Linked DNA regions of Mus musculus: all the other regions are linked to region 4. The links are chromatin contacts, called in public HiCAR-type and promoter capture Hi-C maps. All regions are on one chromosome and are shown on one strand. The core of a region is the stretch at or near the end of the contact, and the rest is flanking DNA. Distances in the headings are between cores, read along the strand shown.

Region 1 (3,172 bases), core at 348-2,847, 1.8 Mb after region 4:
GTGGCTCTGGACTCAGAGGTCCTGGATGCACAGGCCCTAGGTTGATGATTCTTTTGCTATACAGGGGGAAAAGTATGTTTTTAAAATTCTTAGTTCTATTTGGATCTGATGACACACTGCATCCCAGCACTTAGGAGGTGTAGGCAGGATGACTAGACATTCAAGGTGCTACTACACAGGCCTTCCTGCCTCCACTTCTCAGGTGCTGGGATTGAACACAGGCATGCACCACCTTGCCCAGCTCTAGATTTTTGTTTGTTTTTTTGTTTGTTTGTTTCCCTATTGCTTTACAACTTTCCTTACATATGGCCTTCTCTTCTTAGGTCTCTTACCAGTAGGGCCGAGGGCAGGCAATCCGCTGAGAAGTCACTTTGCAGATAAGGAGACAATTACAGGGGCATCGGACATACTTCTTTCCTGGAGGTGCATTCTTGATGGGCTAGAGAACAATGAATAAAGGAACAATGGGCATTTCAGCAGAGAAGCCCATTATCCCAGTCCTCTGCAAGGACATTACTGAGAAAGAGAATCAGACATTTGAGATATACAAATGTTGCCAGCAGAGTAGAGTGTGCCTGTGAGACTGGGGCAGGAAGATTGCAGAGTCTGATGGGAACCCGGGTCATTGTGAGATCGTCTCAGAAAAGCAGAGAACCCCAAAATACAAAAATCAAAAGCAACTGCAACAACTGCCAGTGAGAACTACACTTCAGGTCCAGGAAAGATCAAAAAGTGAGAGCTTGGTGAACGTTATTTTTAGTGAGTGGCTTCTAAAGAAATGGCTGCTGCAAGATGCAGGAACTGAAAGTTTCATGAACAGGGTGTTGAACCAGAAAGAGGATCCAGGAAACAAGGCCCATTCTGCAGATAGTTATAACTCACAGTGGCTTCGTTGCAGACACCACATTTGACTACATGCTGATGCATCTTGCCTTCCACGTTGATCGGAGACTGACAGACGCGACAGGTAATCATGGGGGCACTCCCACTATCCGGGCTAGTCAAGGGTGAGTAGGGGGGTGGGTCCTCTCCAGGCAACACGGCTGGATGTCCCTCAGGGAACGGGGGAAATGCTACGAAGAGGAAGCAGATAAACCCAAAATCATCATTCGAACACTTCCCACGGATGCTCCACGGACGTGGGGAACCCTCTGAGTAAGCTCGATCCGCTGCTCACAAAAAAAGCGCTCAGATCAGTTTCCTCAAAACCCGCTTTCAGGCCAGGCTTAGGCAGTGATTGCGGACCGAGGATGCCTCGCCCCGTGACAGGTGCCACGGGGCCACACCTGGCGCGGAAGCAGGCTCCGCCCCCTGACCCGATCCGCCCCTAGGCCTGCGTGCACCTCAGACCTCCGGCTTACCCTGGGGCGGGGCATGTTTACCGGCTCCGTACGGAGGTGCGGAGGGCGTCAGGCCTCCACCGGGCCCGGTCGCGCTCCCGCCCGGGCCCGCTAAGCCGTTGCCACCAGCGCCGCCATCGCCGGCCTCGGAGAGCAGCGGGGAGCGCTCTCCGTCTGCCGCCATGGCGACTCCCGCTCGGTCAGCGACCAGCTCCCGCCGCCGCTGCCACCGCCGCCGCCGCCGTCGCTACCGGGTCCCTAAGGCGCCTGCGCGCCGCGTTCGCCCGCAGCCAGTGCCGCCCCGCTCACGTGACAGGCTGGCCCCGCCCCTCTGCGCTGTCATTCGTGGACCTGAAACAGTTCCCGGTTTGTAAGGGAGCGTCCCTTCTCCATTGGAGAGAGACGTGTCACGTCACTGTCACATGGTCTTCCCGTAGCTGCTGAGTCCGTAAACACTGCACGTGACTCGAAGTTGTGCGAGCGATTGGAAGTGGGGCGGTCGCGCTACCTCCGGCCCAGGTGGGCGGCTGCCCCGCACGCGTCACGTGCGCAGCCTGTCGCGTGAGTCGCTCCTCATTGGGCCCAAGTCTCCCGTGGGACGTAACCCTATTGGCCCAAATTTAGCGCCAGAACGTGAGGGCGGCTGCCTTCTGGCTGGCAGGGCTGGTATCCTGGGCCGCGGGAACCGCCCTAAAACCTGGACAAGAATCGAAAAGCCACCGGGAGCTTGAGGGCTTAGCACGCTTGTCTGACTTGGCACAAGGCCCCCGAGTAGTGGTGATGTGGTTGCGTATGCCTGTAAATGCAACACTTGGGGAGATGAGTTAGGAAAGGGAATTCCAGGGTAGCGGAGAGAAACACTGAACTACACAAGGAGGATCAGAATACAAGAGGGCGGGGCACTGGGAAGATGCGTTAGCGGTTAAGGGAACTTTCTGCTCTTTCAAAGGAGCCTAGTTTGAGTCCTAGGGCCGATGCTACCTGTAACTCTACCTCCTGGAGATTGTGCACCCGGCAGCTACATACACGTGGCTTAAGTGCGTGGGCACACACACATATATATAAAATAAAAACGTCCAAAGTTAAAAAAACAGAAGGTCACAGTGTAGGGCTGTAATCCCAGACTATGGAAGATGGAGACAGGAGGATCAGACATTCGGGTTTGGCTAAGAGTTTGAGACCAGCCTGAGCTATATGAAGACTGTCTAAAAGCCTAGTGCGCATGCTGAGTCTGAGGCTGGCTAAAGCAAGAGGATCATGAGTTTGAGTCCGATTTGACTCACAAACGGAAATGAGAGACTGTTCCTGTAGGATGGTTATGGTGATGCTATCTGGTGAACTTAATGGTAACCATGCTGGAAGCCCTAGGTTCCCTTTCAGCGCCTAAAAAAGATAATAATAATAATTTTTTTTTAATTCTGAAAATGTGCTGTACTACCACTGCTACATCCACAGTCTTTAGTTTTGAGACAAGATCCTGGCTTGGAATTTGGTGATTCTTCGCAAACCTCCCGGGTAATTGAGAATACAGGCATTTGCCTCTAAGCATAGCTGTAAAATTATAATTAATTCTACAAGTGTCTCTACAAGGGTTAAGGTTGGAACCAACCTGAAAGCCCCTCTCAAAGCATGTGTGCAAGTGCTGTCTACGGAAGCTGCCATGGGAGAAAAGCAACTAAAACCCCCTACAAATCACAATGGCCAGCCCAGCAAGAGTGGGTTCAATAGTGTGGCACTTCATCTCAAGGGTAACCTGCTGGACTTTAGGCCTGGGATGGTGTGCTTCTGTCAACCTTGTCAACTACTGTGGCTGGTGACGTCATGGGCCCTAG
Region 2 (3,238 bases), core at 276-2,775, 1.7 Mb after region 4:
AAGCAGACTGAAGTCTGCTGCCAGAGTCAAACACACCTAGGACAAAGGACACACTGGGAAACTTGTACTGATGGCCTCGGCTGCCCTTTGCTGTGTGCTGAGTAGATGCCAAAAGGCTCTAGCTAATTTGTTTGAGTCAGTCTCTTTCTCCCTGTTTTGCTGCCATGGACTGTACTCTAAGCCCTAGCCATCTGGCTGGAAATTCTAGCTACCAGGGAGGGGGGGGGGGGGGGGAAACTGCCTGAACTATCTATCAGTTCAAATCTGTCCGGGTGTCTAGGAAAACAATTCAACTGCGCATGTGCATTTCTTGGTGGCTCTGGAGAAGCACCAAAAAGGACATTCTTGCTGAAGCAATAATACAAAACTATTTCGCAAGGCTAGGGGGTGTGGATCCATGGTAGAGTGGAATTAAGGCCTTAGGTTCCATCCCTACCACCGCAAAACAAGCAAAACATGCATTTTTGGCAGTTGTCTCACAGACTCTCACCCCGCAGGCGGTAGCCCTCTGCCTCCAGCTCCAAGTCGCACCCGATGCCCTCTCGATACAGACGCTCAATGCTGTGCAGATTCTCCCTCAGCTCCTCTGCCTGGCTGAGCTTCTTTTCATTTCCCCTGGCTTTACCAAGTCCTTCTGGCTTCAGCTGGGCCGCCTTCTTCACCCGGGGTGCTCCCAGCGCCTCTGCAGCAGCCAGCACTTCGTCCTGTGAGGCGGGGCCCAGCACCCCCTCGTAGGCAAAGGTCAGCGCAGCCTCCCAGCCCCTCGGGGTCACATCAAGGCTGAAACTGGGCTGCTGACCCCCACCGCTCAGCAGCCTGCCTCGGAAGAGGCTGCTAATTGCAGCCAAGATCACCCGATGCACCCCATATACCTGTCCCCCCACAGACACCTCTTCATCCAGCAGCAGCTTCTGCTCCCGCAGTCTCTGCGCTTCAGCGAAGAACTGGCAGGGGTGCTCCACGCTGCACAGCATCTCAGGCTCCGCTGAGTCGTCGCTGTCATCCTGCTTCTTCCCTTTCTCCGGAGATGAAGCTAGAAAGGGAAGGTTTCCTGAAACGAAGGGGCTAGGTGGGTCAGGCTCTGCCAGAGAAAAGGAAAACAAGCCGGGATCCTCATCGGAAGAGGGAGACCGGGAGAAGGTTCTTCCGGCAGGCACAGGTAGTTCAAGACTGTCCTTCTCGATAGGAAGGGAGACATGCTCCAAGTCTGAGGAAAGGCTTGCCATCTTCCAGACGCTTGTGAGGTTGCCGCAGGTGCCCAGGCATGAGAGAAGTATACCTGAGCAGCACTCAGGAAAACAGAACTGTCTTCAATTCAGCTGTCAGTCCCTCACTCCGTCCGGTGACACACTAACTTTGGGCTATATGGCGCTAACTAACCATAGGGTTCACCAAGTGCAACAGAACCACAAACGCCTGTAGCCATCTGGCTCAGGACAAAGCCCCGCTTTCCACTCGTTTTCTTTTAATCCCAGGCAGGAGACACCGGGCTTCTGCTTGCCCTCTCTTGAGTTCCCAGTCTGCTTAGGACTGCTGTGTACGGATCCTAGCAGTGCCCGCACTTGGCTAATTATAGCTAGCCTGAGGGCTAAACCCTCATCTCTCAGTGCTGGAAGCTGACACTCAATGCACTGGGCCAAGTCCTGGGATGACTTCCCCTTTCCCTCCTTCCAAACCTGTAGGTCACAAGAGTGTGTTGAGTGGGGAAAATTGCAAAGCAAAGGGAACGCAAACGTTGGGTAGAGTGAGCCAGGCCAGAAGGACTGACTGTTTTCCCAGTTGGTGGCTGGAGGTGACAGGAGGCTAGTGAGGGAGTCTGGAAAGTCTAGACTATAAACAATTAACATTTGACTCATCTTCCTCCATCATAGCTGTGGGATTTGGGGGGGAAATATCTCTTAACATCTGCCTGACTTTGCTGTTCCTTCATAACCCCAGAGGGTGGACCAAAAGCCTAACACTTTACACAGCAGTGATAACCAAACTGAAGGTGTAAATCAGAGATGTGTATTTTTAGGAACTGGTTTTAACAGGTAATGTCTTCTATGTGGCCTCCACTTCCCTTAAGTCCTGAACTCTGGTGGAAATCTCCTGTGAAGGGATTATATGCAGGTACCACTAGGACTGCCAGAAAGTTAAACTCTAATGGCTCTTGTCCTTCCCTAACCGCCCCCCACCCCCCGGCCTCCTGGCCATGCTCTAAGAGAATTTGAACTCACTAGTGGATTTCCTCTTCAGATTCTTCAGAAAGAGGAAGCTTATATCATGTTGTTAGACATGCCTCTAAACCATAGAAGGGAACAGAAGTGAGGCTGCAGGTCCAGTTGGACCAATGCTTCTCAAGGATGGCTTCATCAGGGTGTCCACCAATGGAAGCTCTGAACTCTCTTCTCCCAAGTCACACTGCCAGCACTCAGAGCTGCCTGCTGGATACCAACTGATGTTTTCTTCATACTCCACCCTGAGACTGAAGTCTGCCTTAGTAAGGACAGGGTCAGTAGCCATGTAGGGCCTAGAGCCTGGGTTATAGAAACCAGTTGCCGGGGCTGGAGAGATGGCTCAGTGGTTAAGAGCACTGGCTGCTCTTCCAGAGGTCCTGAGTTCAATTCCCAGCAATCACATGGTGGCTTACAACCATCTGTAATAGGATCTGATGCCCTCTTCTGGTGTGTCTGAAGACAGCTACAGTGTACTCATATAAATAAAATAAATGAATATTAAAAAAAAAGAAACAAGTTGCCCGTCAATTTTCTGGTGACTGTCATCAAATGCTGGTGACTACAACCTGGCTAGATCTTTGGTCTGAACTCTTTGCCCCTTCTCTGGGGTCTGTTTAAATGCAATCAGGCAGGATCAGAAAAGTAATCAAGAGACCCAAATTCCCCTACATCAGTTTCCAAATAACCTTTCCTGAACCTGAATGGTTCCTGAAAGTTTAAGATTTTAAAATAAACAATTTTATGTGGTCATTTCGAGAGGATTTTAAGGTTTGGAATATTTCACTGGCTCTGTATGTATTGGGGTTTGTTTTGTTTTGTTTTGTTTTTCTGAGACAGGATTTCTCTGTGTAGCCCTGGCTGTCCTGAAACTCACTCTGTAGATCAGGCTGGCTTCAAACTCAGAAATTCTCCTGCCTCTGCCTCCGAAGTACTGTGATTAAAGGTGTGTGCCACCACGCCCGGCAAAGATTTATTTATCTATTTATTTTATGTATATGAGTACACTGTCATTCTCTTCA
Region 3 (3,262 bases), core at 19-2,518, 1.6 Mb before region 4:
AACACCCCCAAAATTTACATGTTACATAGCCTTGCAGTTAAATGCACCCGTATATGGATCCAGGATGTCTGGGTTTTAACTGTTTGGGGCCTTGGAACAAGGCATTTACTACGTACAAGTCTCCTCAAGTAATCGGCTGGCAATAACTTGCATGGGTTGTTGTAAAAAAATAAATGCTTCAAATTTAGGACTAAAAAATTGTTTTATCTGGACATAATAGCACACACACTTTTCCCAGCGCTCAGGAAGCAGAGGCAGAAGGATCTCTCCGAGTTCCAGGCAAGTCTTATTTATATAGTGAGTTCCAGGCCACCCAGAGAGAGCTACATAGTGAGACACTGTCTCAAACAAACATACTAAAAAGTTACCTATTTCGTTATTGTTGAAACAAACGTTAGGAGTAAAAGATTCTTCAGCTAAGCATTCAGTTTTCTAATATCTTAATTCAAAAGAAAGACAAAATATTTCCTTAAACGCAGTTCTTTTAACTAAGGACTTGCAACTCAAAAACACAGTCCAGTATCCCCAGTGACAAAATCAACTTTGGGATTACAGAAGGAAGTAACCTAGTCCTGGTCCTCGTTCACAAAGAGCTGTATCCACCTGTGACACAGACAACCAAGGTTCAAGCCCTCCTAACCAATTTAGTTCTCTGCGGATTCCTTCTGTAAAATGTATTTATGTCTGAAGACGGGAAAAGGTAAAACTACGCTTCTGAATGGGAGAACTAAGACTCCTCTACACAGACTTCTCCAGAAGGACTGTATTTCCTTTCCCCAAGTACCCAAGAGGACCCTAGAGAAACTCTGGTGGGTGGTGGGGAACAGCAACCTACGTTCACCTAGCACCCACCCCCACCCTGCCACTGGCAACAAAGCGCCAGCGCAAAGCAGCTCCATTCTCTTTTCCACACTCGCAGGGCTCCTGGGCCCGGCCTAGGGTGTCCAGCCTCCAGCCTCTGGTGGCTGGGCCAGAGGAATCAGAGAAGCAGAAACAATAGGGCCGTGGCGGCCGCCGTACCTCTCCCGGTCGCGGCCGTCGAAATAGACGAAATCACCGCTCTGGACGCACTTGGCGCAAGTCAACCGCCGGCGAGTGGTGTTGCACAGAGGACACCGCTCAACAGCCACGTAAAGGCCCTCGGCGTCGTCCACCGAGTCCACCAGGTCCCGTGCTAGCGCCCGCGGCCCAAAACCAGGAGCCTCGGGCGTCCAAGATCCCTTCCCACTGGGAGACGCCATGATGATCTGAGCTCAGGGCCAGTCACGTGGGATTTTGTTTTTATCCAGGTGCATCCTGGGCTCGGAGGCGGGGCCTGAAGGCCGGGGCGGGAAAGGGGGCGGTCCAGAGGTTGGGGCTGGAGCTCAGAGGCGGAGAATCTAGGAACCAGGGATCTTCTTGTCCTACTTCCCACACTCCTTGGCGGCTGCGCAGTTCAACCCTTGGAGTGGCGCCAAACGAAGCCTCTACGTTATGCAAAATACAGTAATAAGTGCCCAAGCATTCTCAGTGAAGGTGCGGGAACAGAACAAGGGATTTCATTTCATTCATTAAGGTTACTTTTAGGTTTTGGGCTAAAACTGCAAGGAGCAAGGTTGGGAGAGAGTTGGATCTCAAACTAACTGAAGTTTGACTCACCTTCCTTCTTAAAAGCTGTGGAATTTGAAGAAAATCTTTTAACGCCTCTGCCCGACTTTGTCTTGGTTGGGGATATACTTGCTATACCTCCATAACCAGAGAGGGTTGAGCAAAAACCTCCCATAGCAGGCTAACACTCCCGACATCAGTAAAAACAAACAAACAAACAAACAAACAAACTGAAGATGTAAATCAAAGATAAATGTGGGGTTTTTTTCTTTTCTTTTCTTTTTTTTTTTTTTTTTTGAGACAGGATAGCCCTGGCTGTCCTGGAACTCACTCTGTAGACCAGGCTGACCTCGAACTCAGAAATCTGCCTGCCTCTGCCTCCCAAGTGCTGGGCGCACGCCCGGCGATAAATGTTTTTGAAATCAGCTTTTAATGGATAGTGCTTCTACGTAGCCTCCATTTCCCTCGAGTTCCAGTCCTCCTGTGGCAGCCTCGTGAGCTAACAGATTTCAAGCGTGTAATCACAGAAATCTAGCTGTAAGCACAGCCAGAAAACTGAGTTCTATTGGCTTCTGTCCTTCCCTCTCCTCTGGGTCATGTTCTAAGAGAATTTGAACTCGATAGTTAGGATTTCCTCCTAAGATTCTTCAGAAAGGATTTTCTCTTAGCGCGGGTCGCTTGCGTGTAGCAGCAGCCGCTCCGGTCACCGTCACGAGGGGCGGGCAGCGGCGGGGTCGACAGCTAGTGGGGTGCAGCGCTCGCCAGTGGTCGCGATGAGTTTACCCCTCAATCCCAAGACTTCTCTCAATGGACTGACAGGAAAGCCAGTGATGGTGAAACTTAAGTGGGGCATGGAGTACCTGGTCTCCATGGATGGCTACATGAACATGCAGCTTGCAAATACAGAAGAGTACATAGATGGGGAGCTGTCTGAACATCTAGGTGAAGTTCTAAAAAGGTGTAATAATGTCCTCTACATCAGAGGCATTGAAGAAGAAGAGGAAGATGGGGAAATGAGAGAGTAGCATCTTGGAGGATTTTATATATATTCTATACAATAAAGATTTGGGTGGTTTTTTTTTTTTTTTTCAAAAAAAAAAGATTCTTCAGAAAGAGGAGGTTTATATCAGAAAAAAAATTTTTTTTGATATGCCTCTAAACCATAGAAGGGAACAGAAGTAAAGCCGGAGGTCCAGTTGGACCAATGATTCTCAAGAATGGCTTCATCAGGGTGTCCACTGATAAGGTCTGAACTCTTTCTCCCAAGTCACACTGCCAGCACTCAGAGCTGCCTGCTGGGTACCAACTGATGTTTTCCTCACACTCCACCTTGAGACTGAAGTCTGCCTTAGAAAGGACAGGGTCAGTAGCCATGTAGGGCCTAGAGCCTGGGTTATAGGAGCCAGTTGCCTATAATCAAAAGTTGGTGACTACAACCTGGCTAACTTTGCCCCTTCTCCAGGGTCTGTTTAAATACAATTGGGATTAGAAGAGTAATCAAAAAAAGAAAAATAAAAAAAATCAAGCCAGGGCTACACAGAGAAACCCTGTCTTGAAAAACAAACAACAACAACAAAAAACAAAAAAACAAAAAAATCAAACTCCCTGTATCATTTTCCAAATAGTTTCCCCTAAACTTGAACAGTTTTTGAAAGTTTAAAATTGGCTAGACCAT
Region 4 (3,371 bases), core at 750-3,249:
CTAGGACAGTGAGATGGCTAAATTGCCATGCAAGTGAACTCTATTGAGTTCAAAGTCCTCAGAACATACGTAAATGCTGGGTGGGTGTGATGGATCGTGTAATTCCAGCTTGAGCAGGTGGGAAAGAAGGATCTTTGGAGCAATCTGCTTTGAAAAACTAGCTCTACTGGGGAGCTTCAGGTTCAACTTCGAGAGCTCACCTCAAAGAACAAGGCACATAAGCAATGGAGGAGGATTTCTAACATCCGTGTCAAGCATCCTCAGGCCTGAACATACCTGTACACGTGTGTTCACACACACACACACACACACACTCACCAACATACACAGGCACACACGTTGGCACACACATCATACAGAGAAAAAAAAAGCAAAGTAGCTTATTTAGTCATTCTCAAATTTATAGCTACTTAATTATTTCTTCCATATTACTGAGAAAACTGAAATATATATGTGTTTTCATGCCTGTTTATACAGGAATGTACTTTTGTAAGACACGAACTCATAAAAGTCGTAGTGTATAGAGGGCACTTTGTACAATACTTGGTAGATACTTACACATTTTATCATCTTTAGAGGCTGAGTCTCTCTGTTTGAGCTGGTGGTGTCCTTTAATAGTCTTAGTGAAAAGGATTGTCACCCTCGTGTCTCAAACCATGCCACAGTGCAGGTTAATCTCACTTGAAATTTATTTTTATTTTTACTTAGTATTTATTTTTAGAAACAGTTTTGCTATGCAGCCCAGGCTTCCTTTGAATTCCATAGCTTTTTACTTTTGCCTTCTGAGTACTTGGATTCCAGACATGTGCTGACTACTGCAGCTCACTTTTTTTTTTTTTCAGTTTAGATTATGGCACAAAGTTGCAAACACCTGTCATAAAAGCCTATCTCTGAAAACATGAATCTTGGGCATACCTGACTAGCTCTATAAATCAGTTGAAATAAATAAAAAAGCTATCTAACACATTTTATTCTTTTTAAACTTGTTATGGGTGTTTGCCTGTATGTAGGCGTATCTGTGCACATTCCTGATGCCCTTGGAGGCCAGAAAAGGCTGTAGCCTCCCTTTGACCTGGGATTACAGACAGTTGTGAACTGCCATTTGGGTGCTGGGAATCTAACCCTAGTGTTCCTTACTGCTGACTCATCTCTTCAGCTCCTACAAGTTAATAAGTAACTTGATTAGTATGCGTGTGAGTTACTCAACTCTCAGATCAGATATGCAGAAAACTACCAGCTGTGGATTAGAGCAGAGGTAACCCACACGCTCAAAGTTTTTACACCTGCTTAGCATATCACATGGGAGGATCCCGTGAACTCTTACCAGGTGCTTCCCAACCTAACACAATTACAACCACAAATCAGGAGTACGCTTGTTAGCCGCCACCATCTCTGTCGCTTCCCCCAGTTGTTGCCTTTCGTTGTCCGGCACCTGTTTGTCACATTTATGCCTTCAATCTTTGGGGTGGAGGAATGGGGCAACAAGACTACTAGCCATTCTTTTGTCCCAACGGGGTAGGTAAAGGTTCTTCTTCTTCTTTTTTTTAAATTGCAAAATGCTATCTTCACAGCTCAATGTTTTAAATTCCCTCTAATTCGCGGTCCAGGCCGGGATTTGCTGCCTTTGTAGCCGGCGCTCCCTGCCCCACGCGCCAGGTCAGAGCAAAAGTTGTAACAGTACAGCTGCATAAAGGCACTAGAGGTTGGATGTCAACAGCCAGCAGCTCCCAGGGCACCTAGCCCTGCCCACCCGGGGAGGCTGCGGGGCGAGTTCCGCAGGAACCTCTGGAACCCCAGGCTAGAGCCCCACCCCCGGCACGCGGCCTCCCGGAAGCCCTCCGGAGACACCTCGGGCCCCGCCCCTGCACAGGTCACCTCCCTCCACGCCCCCTTTTCTGGCCCGGCAGCCGGCAGGCAGGGAAGTGTCGTAAAGCTTGGCCCAGGAAACTTTACCCGGGGTAACAGGCGAGGCGCTTTACGGCGGCGGCGGCGGCCGGGTGAGAGGCTCGGCAGCGGCGGCGACAGCGGTGGCGGTGGTGGCGGCGGAGCGGCCGCGGCGGTGAAGGCGACTGCGGCGCGGCGGTGGCTGAGGGAGAGGAGCGGCGGAAACGGCGGCGGGGAGCGGCGCGGGGTGAGCCGCGAGGAGGGGCGGGTGGGAGGCGGTGACACGGCCGGCGGCGGGGCTCGGGCGGCCAGGGACGGTGGCCGGCGCGGCGGCGTGGGGGCGGCGCGGCGTTGGGGACACTCGGTGAGGGACGGTTTCTGCCTTTGTTCCCCCCGCCTCGGCCGCCCCCGGCCCGCCAGTCCGCGCTGCCTGGCGCCGGTCGGCCGCCTCTCATGGCCTCCTCTCTCGGCTGTGTCGCTTCTAGGATGGCGGAGGTACCGCCTGGGCCTAGCAGCCTCCTCCCACCACCAGCGCCTGCGGCCCCAGCGGCGGCGGAGCTCCGCTGCCCGTTCCCGGCGGGGGCCGCGCTCGCTTGCTGCAGCGAGGACGAGGAGGACGACGAGGAGCACGAAGGCGGCTGCGGGAGCCCAGCGGGCGGCGAGGCGGCGACCTCGGCCAAGGCGCGTTCTTGCCTTCGCTGCCCGCAGCTGCCTCCGGAGCAGCAGCAGCAGCAGCTCAACGGCTTGATCGGCCCAGAACTGCGACACCTCCGGGCCGCGGCGACCCTCAAGAGTAAGGTTCTGAGTGCAGCGGAGGCGGCCGCCCCCGACGGGGCCTCCAAAGTGACTGCCACAAAAGGAGCCGAGGGACACCCGGGGGAGAGACCTCCCCACTCGGTCCCCAACAATGCAAGAACTGCACTCCCCGGCCGGTCAGAGGCAGCGGCGGCGGCGGCGGGGGCGGCGAGCGACCCCGCTGCGGCCCGAAATGGACTGGTGGAGGGCACCGAGCAGCAGGAGGAGGAGGAGATGGACGAGCAGGTGCGGCTGCTGTCTTCGTCTCTGACCACCGGCTGCAGTTTAAGGAGCTCCCAGGGCAGGGAGGCCGAGCCCGGGGAGGATCGGACGATACGATACGTCCGATATGAATCTGAGCTCCAAATGCCTGATATCATGAGACTGATCACCAAAGATCTGTCTGAACCCTACTCCATTTATACGTATAGATATTTTATCCACAACTGGCCACAGCTGTGTTTCTTGGTAAGTGGATGGAATGAAAACAGGGTGAGCCCAGCAGAGATCCAGGCCACTCGGGGCAGGGAGTGTGAGGGCCCGGAGTGTGGCCGTGGATGTATCCTTCATTTTCATAGTACCTTACAGATGGGAGGCGCGAAGGTGCGCACTTTTCCCAGGTATTCCGTGGAACTGTGTGGAAGGTAAGAGCTCGTGATCTGGGTTATCTTGTGACTTTTGGAACAGCAGCA
Region 5 (3,122 bases), core at 472-2,971, 1.7 Mb after region 4:
AGGCTGGAGGACAATCCTTGGGAGTTGGTTCTCTCCCCCTACAGTGGGATGTGGGGATTGAACTCCAGTGGTCGGTATTGCAGTGTTGTACAGCCATCACTTTTAACCATCTTGCTGCCCCCCCCCCTTTTAGATTTATCCAGGCGTAATTCTAAGGGGACAGGGGGGAAAAGGGAAAGCAAAAGCTTAGAGAGAAGCCTGGCATGGCATAGCGGTGACCTGTCTAGAATCACAGCTGAAAAGGAGACCATAAGAACATGGAGGCCAGCCTGGGCTACATAGCAAATTCCAGGTCCACGTGAGCACTGACACTCTCTTTCTCAAAAGAAAATGTGTCTTGCTATTCCTCTCATGTCCCTGTACTACAAGGAAAAAAAAAAAGTAGTGAGGGCTGGGCTGGCATACACCTGCACTCCCAGCACTTGAGGCCGAGGCAGAAGGGTTAGGAGTTCAAAGGTCATCCTTGGCTACATAGCAAGTTAAAAGATCAAAATCACCCTGGAATATAGGAGACTTTGTCCAAAAAAAAAAAAAAAAAAAAGGTGGGAAGCTAGAAAGATAGGTCAGTTGATAAAACATCTAGATGACAGTAAGGCTCAGTAGTCTATGACTGTAATCCCAACACTGAAAGGCAGGCAGATTCTTACATCAAGCTGGCCAGCCAGCCTACCAAAAGTAACTCGAGAAGCAATAGAATAAGACACCTGGTGTGGAGTTCTAGTCTCCACATACCCGTATATATATCCGCATATGCACATACTCTTGCACACACAAACAAACACATACACACATATACACACCCAACGAGTAATAAGGAATTTCAGAATTAATCCAATATGTATGTATGTATGTATGTATGTATGTATGTATGTATGTATTGAAACAAGGTCTCACTAAAAAGGTCTGACTGACCTGGAACTACTATACAGATTCCAACTCACAGAGAGCCACCTGCCTCTGCCTCCCCAGTGCTAGGATTAAGACATACACAGCCACATCTGGCATAATCCAAGAGTGAAAAACAAGTTCTCAATTAAAATTTTAAGTTAACAGAGAAATAAAGACATGTAATTTTTTTCCTCTCTGGAGTTTATAGAGATTCTGATTAACTTCTGAAAGCTTAAAAGTTCTTCCCCAAGTTCCAGAGATAACTGGTATTGATAGTTTTATACTGACATTCTGTGTATACACTAGTTTGTATGTATACCTGCCTCCACTCCTACCCCGGTCCCTTTTCTTTGGCCTTGCACCTGAAGCCATACTTCAGACGCTATTCTTTTCTTAGGAAGTCGTGGAGGCCTACCGCGTTGGCACCTTAGTGTCCATTACTGTTAAACGTGTCAGTCTAGTGAGTTTCTGTTGCCAAAAGTGATCACAACACTCTTCATTTGTTACAGTCACTCCCTCCTAGGATTCTTTAAGGCAAAAGGAACCCATTCTCTCTGAGCATCTATCCCTCCGCCCCACTAAGGCCACCCCACCTCCCTGCCAGCCGCCCGGAAGGACTAAGCGGCTGCACCACGCTCGCCCAGAGGTCCTTCCGGGAGTCCAGCTGACACAGGTCTCGGCCAGGGCTCTACCTGCGCTCAGGATTGGAAAAGCTGTGCGCAATGAGAGGCGCGTTGGTTCTCCGCAACGGGGAGCAGAAACCGGCCTGGGTCAGCCAGTGGACTGGTTGGAAGCAGAGAACTGAAAGAAAACCAACACCCTAGTGAGGCCAAGGGGTGAGGCTGGGCGAGGGAGGGGCGGGGCTGGGGGCAGGGCGGGGCTGAGGGCGGGGCTGCCGCGTGTAGGATATCGCAAATGCCGGGATTATAGGGTTGTGCTAACCACACCCGGTTTGATTTGCACAGTTTAGGGATTTATACTTCCGGCTAGGCCAACTTTACCAACCGAGTTGTATTTCCACCCAATACAATCATGCTCTGATGCTATTATGTATCCTGAAAATACCCCAGAGGCTTATGTGCTAAAATCATGCCAGCCTTGGGCAGCTGTTGGGAGGTGGTGAAACGTTTAGAAAGAAAGATCGCTGAGAGTGTGCCCTTGGCTGACCTTTGAAAGTCAGGCCCCTTCTCTCCCTTTTGCTTCCTTTCATCCACCATGAAAGTAAACAGTTTCGTCTGTCGCCACCCCACTCAATCCCACTCCACCCCATCCGTGAACTGCTTTGCCACAGGCCAAAGCAAGAGGGTCAAGAGATCCTTGACTGAAAACCTCTGAAAATATGATTCAGAATGGTGGCACACACATGTAATCCTAGTACTTAGAAGGCTCTGGCAGGAAGATCAAAGAGTTAACTCTACTCATGCTATTTGAGTTCATTATGTTATCTTTTTGTTACTGCGACAAACTACCTGAGATAATAAACCAAACCCTTTTGATTGTTTCTTTCTTTTTCAGACAGGGTCTCTCTATGTAACCCTGGATGTCCTGGAACTCACTGTTTAGACCAGGCTGGCTTCTGACTCACAGAGATCCGCCTGCCCCTGCCTCCCATCTCCTGGGATTTAAAGGCATACCCCACCACCAACCACCACGCCCAGCAACAAATTTTTTTAAATTTTGATTTTGGGGATTTGGGCTTTTATTTTTAGACAAGGTCTATCTATATAACCCCAGCTGGCCTGCAGCTCACTATGTAGACCAGGCTGCCCTCTAATGGCTCAGAAATGAAGAGAATCTGTTTTTGCAGAAGGCCTAGGTTCAGTACCCAGCACCCACATCATGCCTCACAACCATTGGTAACTCTAATTACCCATGGTGACCTCTTCTAAACTCCAAGAGCACTTGGCATGAAGGTGGTGCACAGACATACATAGAGGCAAAACTCATAAATACAAAGTGGAGTGTGTGGGTGGAGGTCTGTTTTGTATGTAAATTACTACTAGCCAGGTAATATACCCTTATAATTCCAGAGATTTTAAAGGCTGAAGCAGAAGGATCTCAAGTTCAAGCCAGATTCCTTAGGGAGCATTTGCCTCCATAAAATAAGTAAGTGAGTAAATAAATAAATATAAAAATGAAAAACCCCTAAAGATAAATAGTAATTTTAATAGATTTTGTTGTAGTTCCGAGACAGGATTTCTCTGTGTAGCCCTGGCTATCCTGGAACTCAGTCT
Region 6 (3,344 bases), core at 782-3,281, 1.7 Mb before region 4:
TCCATTTACTAACTTTATATTTTATGAGTGCTTTGCCTGCATCTATGTCTGTGCGTCATATCTGCCTGGTGCCTTTGGAGGCCAGAAGGTGTCAGAGCCCCTGAAGCTGTAGTTACAGCAGGTTGTGAGAGGTCATGTGAGTGCTGGGAACCAAACCCAGGTCCTCTGTGAGAGCAGCCAGTGCTCTTAACCACTGAGCCATCTCTCCAGCGCTACAAGATAAGTCCTTAATTTCTTAAGATGCTTTTGTTAAGTATTTTGATCATGGAAATGAGAAAGGGATACAGCCCAGGAAACCCGGTACATGCTAAGTAGCCCAGAGTGGCTTTGAACTGCCACAACCTCTTGTCTCAGCCTTCCAAATTCAGGGATTACAAATGTGTACTACCATGCTTGGCTTAGTTTTATATTTTAAAATTGCAAATTTGTGTGTGTGTGTGTGTATGGAGGGTTTTTCACATACTCCAGCCCACGCATGTGTGTGTGTGTGTGTGTGTGTGTGTGTATGTATGTGTGTGTGTGTGTGTATGTATGTGTGTATGTGTGTGTGTATTTGTGTGTGTGTGTGTATGTGTATGTGTGTGTGGTGTGTGTGTGTGTGTGTGTGTGTGTGTCTGTATGGGTGGTATTCACATACTCCGGCCCACATGTAGAGGACATCTTTTCATCCTACCAGGTGGGTCGTAGGGATTGAACTCAGGGTGTCAGGTTTAGTGTCAGTACCTTCATCTGCTGCAGCATCTCACTGGTCCTATTTCTACATTTTGATTCTTTAAGACTTCACACACACGTTTCACAAGAGGTTTTTTATTTTCTGATGTGAGGCTGTTTAAAAAATTTTGTGTGTATAGCTATTTTGCCTGCACATGTGTGCACCAGATGTGTGTCTTGGATCCCCTGGGACTGAAGTAACAGATAATTGTGAGCCACCACGAGAGTGCTGAGAATTGAACCTGGGTACTTTAGAAGAGCAGCTAGTGCTCTTAAGTGCTGAGTCTTCTTGTTGTTGTTGTTTTTTTTTTTTTTTCTTTCACTGATAAGTTTACAAGGCTCTTGTAGATTAGCAGTTTAACTTTAAAGTTTATGTACTTTCTGGTAGGTACTTCTGCCATAATTTTATGGAAAATATATTCTTTTGTAAAAATTTTTTTTATGTGTATAGTGTTTTGTCTCCGTGCATGCAGTGTTTGTGGAGGCCAGAAAAAGACGTCTGATTCCATGAGGCTGCAGTTACAGACAAGTTTCGAACCACCTTGTGGTGTGCTGGGAATTGAATTCCCCTGGAAGAGCAGCCAGTGTTCTTAACAGAGAGGACCCGCGCCCTGCTCCCGCTGATCCCAAATTTGCTTTGCCATTGAGGGTGACCATGAACCTGTGGCGCACCTGACATCACCTCCCAAACTCTGGGATTACAGATATGAAGCAACATGCCCAGTGTGTAGGACATCAGGATCAAACCCAGGGCCATGGGCTTGCTAAATAGCTCATTTTAAAAATTTGAAATAGATGAGCCGGGTGTGGTGGCACACGCCTTTAATCCCAGCGCTCGGGAGGCAGAGGCAGGCGGATTTCTGAGTTCGAGACCAGCTTGGTCTACAAAGTGAGTTCCAGGACAGCCAGGGCTATACAGAGAAACTCTGTCTCCTAAATAAATAAATAAATAAATAAATAAATAAAATAAAATAAATAAAAATAAAAATTGAAATAGAACCATACGCTAGTGGTAGAACCAAGATTAGAACCCAGACATGTTGGATATCTAACAGGGTCAAACGTATTAAGGCTTCTGGAGCACCTGGGAGTGTTAATGAACTTGTCACTCTAACTGTGCTCTAGGGTTAGGGTCCTTGTTGTGCAGTGACACTCAAACTCCCCAATCTCCCGCCACACCAGGCTTGTAGGCGCTTGTCCTGGCAGCTCCCATCTCTCCCCACAGCGCTCGCGGCCGCCCGCAGGGGGCGCTGGCGCACGCAGGCTTTGCGGCCCCGCCCCCGGGCAACCGTCGATTGGGCCGGCGCGTGATGTCACGCCGGTTTAGCCAACAAATGGGTTTCGGGGCGAGCGTTGGGCTCCGCCGCTCAGCGCTGAGCTCCTGGTCCGCCTCAGTGTCGGGGAGCGAGTCAGGCCTGCCGCCGCCGCATCGGGCTGCCGCAGCCCCGGGCCAGGCCCTGGCCCGGCAGAAGCACAGGTGGGCCGGGCGAGGGCGCGGGGCTGCGGGGCGCGGGGCAGGTGGACACCGTGGCGGCTCCCGCTGCTCCCCGCGGCAGGGCCGAACGTTGGGGGCGGGGACCGCGGCTCGCCGTGCTCGGGGTGCCGCCGCCGCAGCGTCCTCCAGAGAGCCGTCCTCGCGGCCTGGCCCCGAGGTCGTGCGCCCGGCTGCTCCCTGGGCCCGGAGTCCGGCGACCCAAGCTAGGCCGCCGCGGGTGGGCTGCGTGCGGGGCGCGGGGCTCCGGGTGTCCCCGTGCAGGTGAGCGGCGCGTCTCCTCCACCCTCCCCGGGGGGCCCTGGCGTGCGAGCCTGCGGTGGTGAGGTCACAGTGCCGAGGCTCGGCGTGCGGGTGATGTCAGGGCTCTACCGAGACAGACCGTGATGTCACTGCAGGCCCCGAGTGGCGACCTTGGCGCGCGGAAGGGCTGGGAGGACCCGCGGGGAGAAAAAGGAAGTTCGGTCCTAGCAGATTTGAACCAAAATCTTGGGATCTCGGCTTCGTACAGTTTGGATGTAATAATTGTCAGGTGCTTAAACTTCATTTCGGAGAGCATCGGTAGTAGTACAGTTTAAGGACATTCGGTTTAGATATGAGGGATCTTGGGGGTTGGGCGTGGAAGGGGTATTAGGGTGTTCACTGTGCCTTCAGGAAGCTAAACTCAGTTTGATGGTTTGATGTAGCAGTTGCTGGGAAAGGGTGCGCGGGGGCTGAACCAACTGGAGGGCTGATAATTTAGTTGGCTTTATCTTTTTTTTTTTTTTTTTTGCCAGTGATCTGCTTGTTAGCGAATGACCAAGGCAAGCAGATCTTGAATGAACTTTGTCTTGCAAAGAAGGGGAGCTTGAATCAATCCAACATTTTTCTTAAATAATAATCCCCCGATGATGTAATTTATCCTGGTGTTTCTTGCCCCCCCCTCCCCCGTTTTATCAGGGACATTTGTTTTTTTCTGTGATTATAGCTCAGCAATAAGCCTCTGCTTTGCAGCCCACCCCCACCCCAAGACTAGGCTGTAACGTAATATAACACATCTGAGGACTACCTTTGGGGTCAGGCGACTTACATTTTGTCAGTAGTGCTTCCGAATGTGAAATGATAAATTTTAGCAGGTGATTTTGTGAATGTTGATTTTTCT
Region 7 (3,145 bases), core at 443-2,942, 1.6 Mb after region 4:
GAAGTAGCAACAAAAATAATGTTATAGTCCTGATCACCACAACATGAGGAATTATATTAAGGGGTCACAGCATTAGGAAGGTTGAGGACCGCTGACCTAAACCTAATTAGTGCCTTCCTCTCCTCCTCTCTAGTTAATCACACTTTTTTTTTTCCAAAATGCCTATCATTTTAAATGATATGGCCTATTCATTCATTACTTTCTGAAATGGCTGATGTAAGTTCCATAATGGAAAGAATTTCTTGTTGATTAGGGCTATACTTAATCACTAGAACAAGGGCTGGGTCATGATCAACTCACATTAAATACAGTGGTTAAATTAACTAATGTAGTGCCTATGTTATTAACAAATTCGTATGCATAAGTAAAGTCCTACCCTGATAAAAACAATAAGCTGACACCTTCTTTATAAGTATTTCTTAACTTTATGTATATTATTCCCAGGAAAAACAGGTCCTGAAGAGACTGGTTTCAGCACATATATAAAGTCAGCATGCTCTACTCTGTTCTATAATAATAATAAAATGGTCAACATGATCTGTGGAACACAATTTGTGGAATTTTTAAGAGAGTTCTAAGCAACAGTCACAGCCAGTTTCTTTTTGTCATGCAATGAGCATGGCTGTAAAGTTAAAGGAAAGTGTTATTGTTGTGTTTTAGTCGTTTTGATTTTGCTGAACAAACTTCTGTGGTGGCAACAGCAACACAAATGAGTTGTTAATGAATAGGAAAGTGTGAAAACAGGAAGTGATTCACGGCCACTCCAAATAGCCTCAAGGACAACACCATTCTGCATAACGTTTTGTATTTCTTTCCTATGCATACAAATGTACAAAGTGCATCCAAAGTCTCGCTGCCGATAGGATTAAAAATCTGACTTCTGCCAATCCCACTAAGGAATAGTTAACCAAAGTCCATGTTCTGAGTGTTCTTTTAACTCCCACAAGAAACAAAGAAACCTAATCAATGCTTTAAATTTTGTTAGATTTGGTGGCTCAGGCCTTTCATCTCACCACCTGCGAGGCAGAGACAAGTAGATCTTTAGGAGTTCGAGGCCAGCGTGGCCTGTAAAGCCAGTTCCAGGCGACCCTGATTCAAAACAACAAACAAAATTGCTAGAAGTGTATCTAGTTTAAATGCAAGGATGTCTTCGACCACAAACTAAGTTTCGGAGGCTTAAAGAAAATCTTAACTATTAAAAACAAAAATAAAAACGCATACTTGAAGGAAACTCCTCTCTGCCTTTCCACAATAGTCACCTGGGGAGTGGGTGGGGTTAAGAGATTAACTCGACAAATCCGAAAACCAACAACCAGGGCATCTGTTCTGCAGTCTATTTCTGAGTGTGGCCAAGTTCAATGCAGAAAGATGCTAAAGAAATGGCTGCTGCTGTGGAGCACAAACAACTCGGTTAACAGTCGGCAGCCACCTGCCACTCCGCGTACAAAGCTACTTGTTACCGAGGAAACCCGGTGGGCAGACTCCCTCCGGGCGCCCACCGAGCAGCCCTCAGCACCGGCTGAACCGCCGCACTCCGCCGCCCGGGCCCTGACCACTGCACTTCCTCCTTTCAGAGCAAGGAGCCAAAAGATTTTAACTCACAGCCTCACCTGCAATTTCTGCAAGACGTGCTTCGCTTCTTCCTCTTCATCAGCCATCATCCCAGCCGCTCTCAGCGTCTCCTCCCCCAACTTTTCAACCACAGAGACTCAGCCATGCCTACGCTGAAACCACAGCGACCCCTGGGGCTCCGGAGGCCCATCTGCGCCTCAGAGACACAGCTACAACCCAACTTAATCCAGAACTTGGTGTCTCAAAGATGCCCTAGAACTGCTTTGGGGTTTTGTTTTGCTTCTTTTTATTGCGACAGAATCTCACCCACCAAGTAGATCAGATTGGCCACGTAGATCAACGTGGCTATGTTGTCCAGGCTGGACTTTTGCCACAAACCCTCAAACTGGGATAACAAACACCTGCTGAGTTTGTGATCACTTTCGGTTTCATAAATAAATTTCCTAGTTTTATAATTCCCTTCCCAAATTCTGGAATCAAAATGTTCTTAAATTAATTCCATTCATTTTTTTGTTTTGTTTTGTATATTCTTGTCCTTTTTTACATCACTCTTAGAAAGCAAGGCCGACTATGAAAGTATGCATGTCAGGTGGTATTTGGAAGAGAACTCCCTGCAAGGGAACTTGTCTGAATATATACCAACTGAAGATATCTGCACGTGTAATTTTTAGCTTTTTAATGTATGATCCTAATAAGTCTACTATGTTTGAGGCTGGCATGCCACCATACTGTACATTAATAATGTTCTCATGTTTATTATTTCTGTAATAAACCATCTCTGAAGAGAGAAACAGGGATTGAGAACTGCAGGTGACTTGAGAAGTCTTCTCAGTGTATTTTCCATTTTTTACCTTGAACATGAATTGCCTATTCAAAAATGAAAAATTTAAACCTTCTGTTTGTTTGAGACAGAGTCTGATATATCCCAAGCTGGCCTGGAACTTGCTATGTAGCCAAAAATAACCTTGAATCCCTGATCTTCCTGCAACCACTTCCAAGTGCTTGGATTATAGACATTCGTTACCCCTGGTTTTTAAGTTTTGAGACACGGTCTCACTATGTAACCTCAATTGTCTGAAAGTCTGTATGTAGATCAGGCTGACCTCGAACTCAAGGAGTTCCTCCTGTCTCTGCCTTCTAAGTCCTGAGATTACAGACAGGCATCACCACATCCAACCACAATCTTAAAACTTTTAAAATTCCTTTGCTAAAAAAATTATCTCTGCAAAAAGACATTAAACACCTCCAAATGCTTCCAAAAAGACTGTGCAGCAGAGACAAAGAAAAAAAGTGATCATTTCCTGAAGTGGAAATTTCTGGAGACTCAGGTCATAATGCTTTGCTGGGGCAGACAGGTGAAAGGATGTTTGGCTGAAGCAGACACAGGTGAGAGGATGTTTAGCTGAAGCAGACACTTGAGAAAGAATATAAATATGATCCCACAGACAGTGAGTGGGACAAGGCTTGTGCTTTGGCTCATCTTGCACCTCGCTAGTCTCAGTTGATAGCGCTCTAGGCCTTGCACCACCTTGCTGATCTCTGCTTCTCACTGATCTTAACAGAGAGTAACTCA

Evidence for each region. Promoter capture Hi-C pulls out the DNA fragments that hold promoters and counts their contacts. HiCAR-type assays count read pairs that join an accessible place to other places.
Region 1: a contact with region 4 is called in a HiCAR-type map of astrocytes, with 3 times the contacts expected there. The contact joins the promoter of Pip4p1 here to the promoter of Naa30 in region 4. A contact is called at or near these places in 3 of 39 promoter capture datasets (embryonic stem cells, liver and pre-B cells), 5 of 115 datasets of contacts at active chromatin or transcription factors (astrocytes, embryonic stem cells, forebrain and 1 more) and 2 of 9 other capture datasets (adipose tissue and liver).
Region 2: a promoter capture Hi-C map of trophoblast stem cells shows a contact between it and region 4, with 4 times the contacts expected there. The contact joins the promoter of Klhl33 here to the promoter of Naa30 in region 4. A contact is called at or near these places in 11 of 39 promoter capture datasets (the C10 cell line, the HPC-7 cell line, cranial neural crest and 7 more).
Region 3: a HiCAR-type map of astrocytes shows a contact between it and region 4, with 7 times the contacts expected there. The contact joins the promoter of Atg14 here to the promoter of Naa30 in region 4. A contact is called at or near these places in 5 of 39 promoter capture datasets (3T3-L1-derived adipocytes, cranial neural crest, hippocampal neurons and 2 more), 1 of 484 Hi-C or Micro-C datasets (LSK cells), 2 of 115 datasets of contacts at active chromatin or transcription factors (the 230-238 cell line and astrocytes) and 2 of 9 other capture datasets (adipose tissue and pancreatic islet).
Region 5: a contact with region 4 is called in a promoter capture Hi-C map of pre-B cells. The contact joins the promoter of Tep1 here to the promoter of Naa30 in region 4. A contact is called at or near these places in 8 of 39 promoter capture datasets (the HPC-7 cell line, cranial neural crest, embryonic stem cells and 5 more).
Region 6: a promoter capture Hi-C map of pre-B cells shows a contact between it and region 4. The contact joins the promoter of Fbxo34 here to the promoter of Naa30 in region 4. A contact is called at or near these places in 2 of 39 promoter capture datasets (hippocampal neurons and pre-B cells) and 1 of 115 datasets of contacts at active chromatin or transcription factors (large pre-B cells).
Region 7: a contact with region 4 is called in a promoter capture Hi-C map of pre-B cells. The contact joins the promoter of Ttc5 here to the promoter of Naa30 in region 4. A contact is called at or near these places in 9 of 39 promoter capture datasets (the C10 cell line, cranial neural crest, embryonic stem cells and 5 more), 1 of 484 Hi-C or Micro-C datasets (the Ba/F3 cell line), 2 of 115 datasets of contacts at active chromatin or transcription factors (astrocytes and large pre-B cells) and 1 of 9 other capture datasets (adipose tissue).

What each region holds. Positions count from the first base shown.
Region 1 is chr14:50,929,252-50,932,423 of GRCm38.p6, forward strand. Pip4p1 (phosphatidylinositol-4,5-bisphosphate 4-phosphatase 1) reads right to left here and starts at 1,598. Exons shown (of 7, transcript NM_001033271.5): 1 at 1,362-1,598; 2 at 883-1,073; 3 at 333-439; 4 at 1-56. The coding sequence starts at 1,524.
Region 2 is chr14:50,895,958-50,899,195 of GRCm38.p6, forward strand. It overlaps Klhl33 (kelch-like 33), which reads right to left and starts at 1,526. Exons shown (of 4, transcript NM_001370764.1): 1 at 491-1,526. The coding sequence starts at 1,226.
Region 3 is chr14:47,567,166-47,570,427 of GRCm38.p6, forward strand. It overlaps Atg14 (autophagy related 14), which reads right to left and starts at 1,269. Exons shown (of 10, transcript NM_172599.4): 1 at 1,021-1,269. The coding sequence starts at 1,241. It also overlaps the pseudogene Gm6616.
Region 4 is chr14:49,170,247-49,173,617 of GRCm38.p6, forward strand. Naa30 (N(alpha)-acetyltransferase 30, NatC catalytic subunit) reads left to right here and starts at 2,000. Exons shown (of 5, transcript NM_027492.2): 1 at 2,000-2,131; 2 at 2,370-3,147. The coding sequence starts at 2,371.
Region 5 is chr14:50,868,833-50,871,954 of GRCm38.p6, forward strand. It overlaps Tep1 (telomerase associated protein 1), which reads right to left and starts at 1,722. Exons shown (of 55, transcript NM_009351.2): 1 at 1,581-1,722. It overlaps Gm26782 (a long non-coding RNA gene), which reads left to right and starts at 1,464. Exons shown (of 3, transcript XR_874615.2): 1 at 1,464-1,724.
Region 6 is chr14:47,470,530-47,473,873 of GRCm38.p6, forward strand. Fbxo34 (F-box protein 34) reads left to right here and starts at 2,032. Exons shown (of 3, transcript NM_001146086.1): 1 at 2,032-2,188.
Region 7 is chr14:50,783,828-50,786,972 of GRCm38.p6, forward strand. It overlaps Ttc5 (tetratricopeptide repeat domain 5), which reads right to left and starts at 1,693. Exons shown (of 10, transcript NM_001080949.2): 1 at 1,611-1,693. The coding sequence starts at 1,661.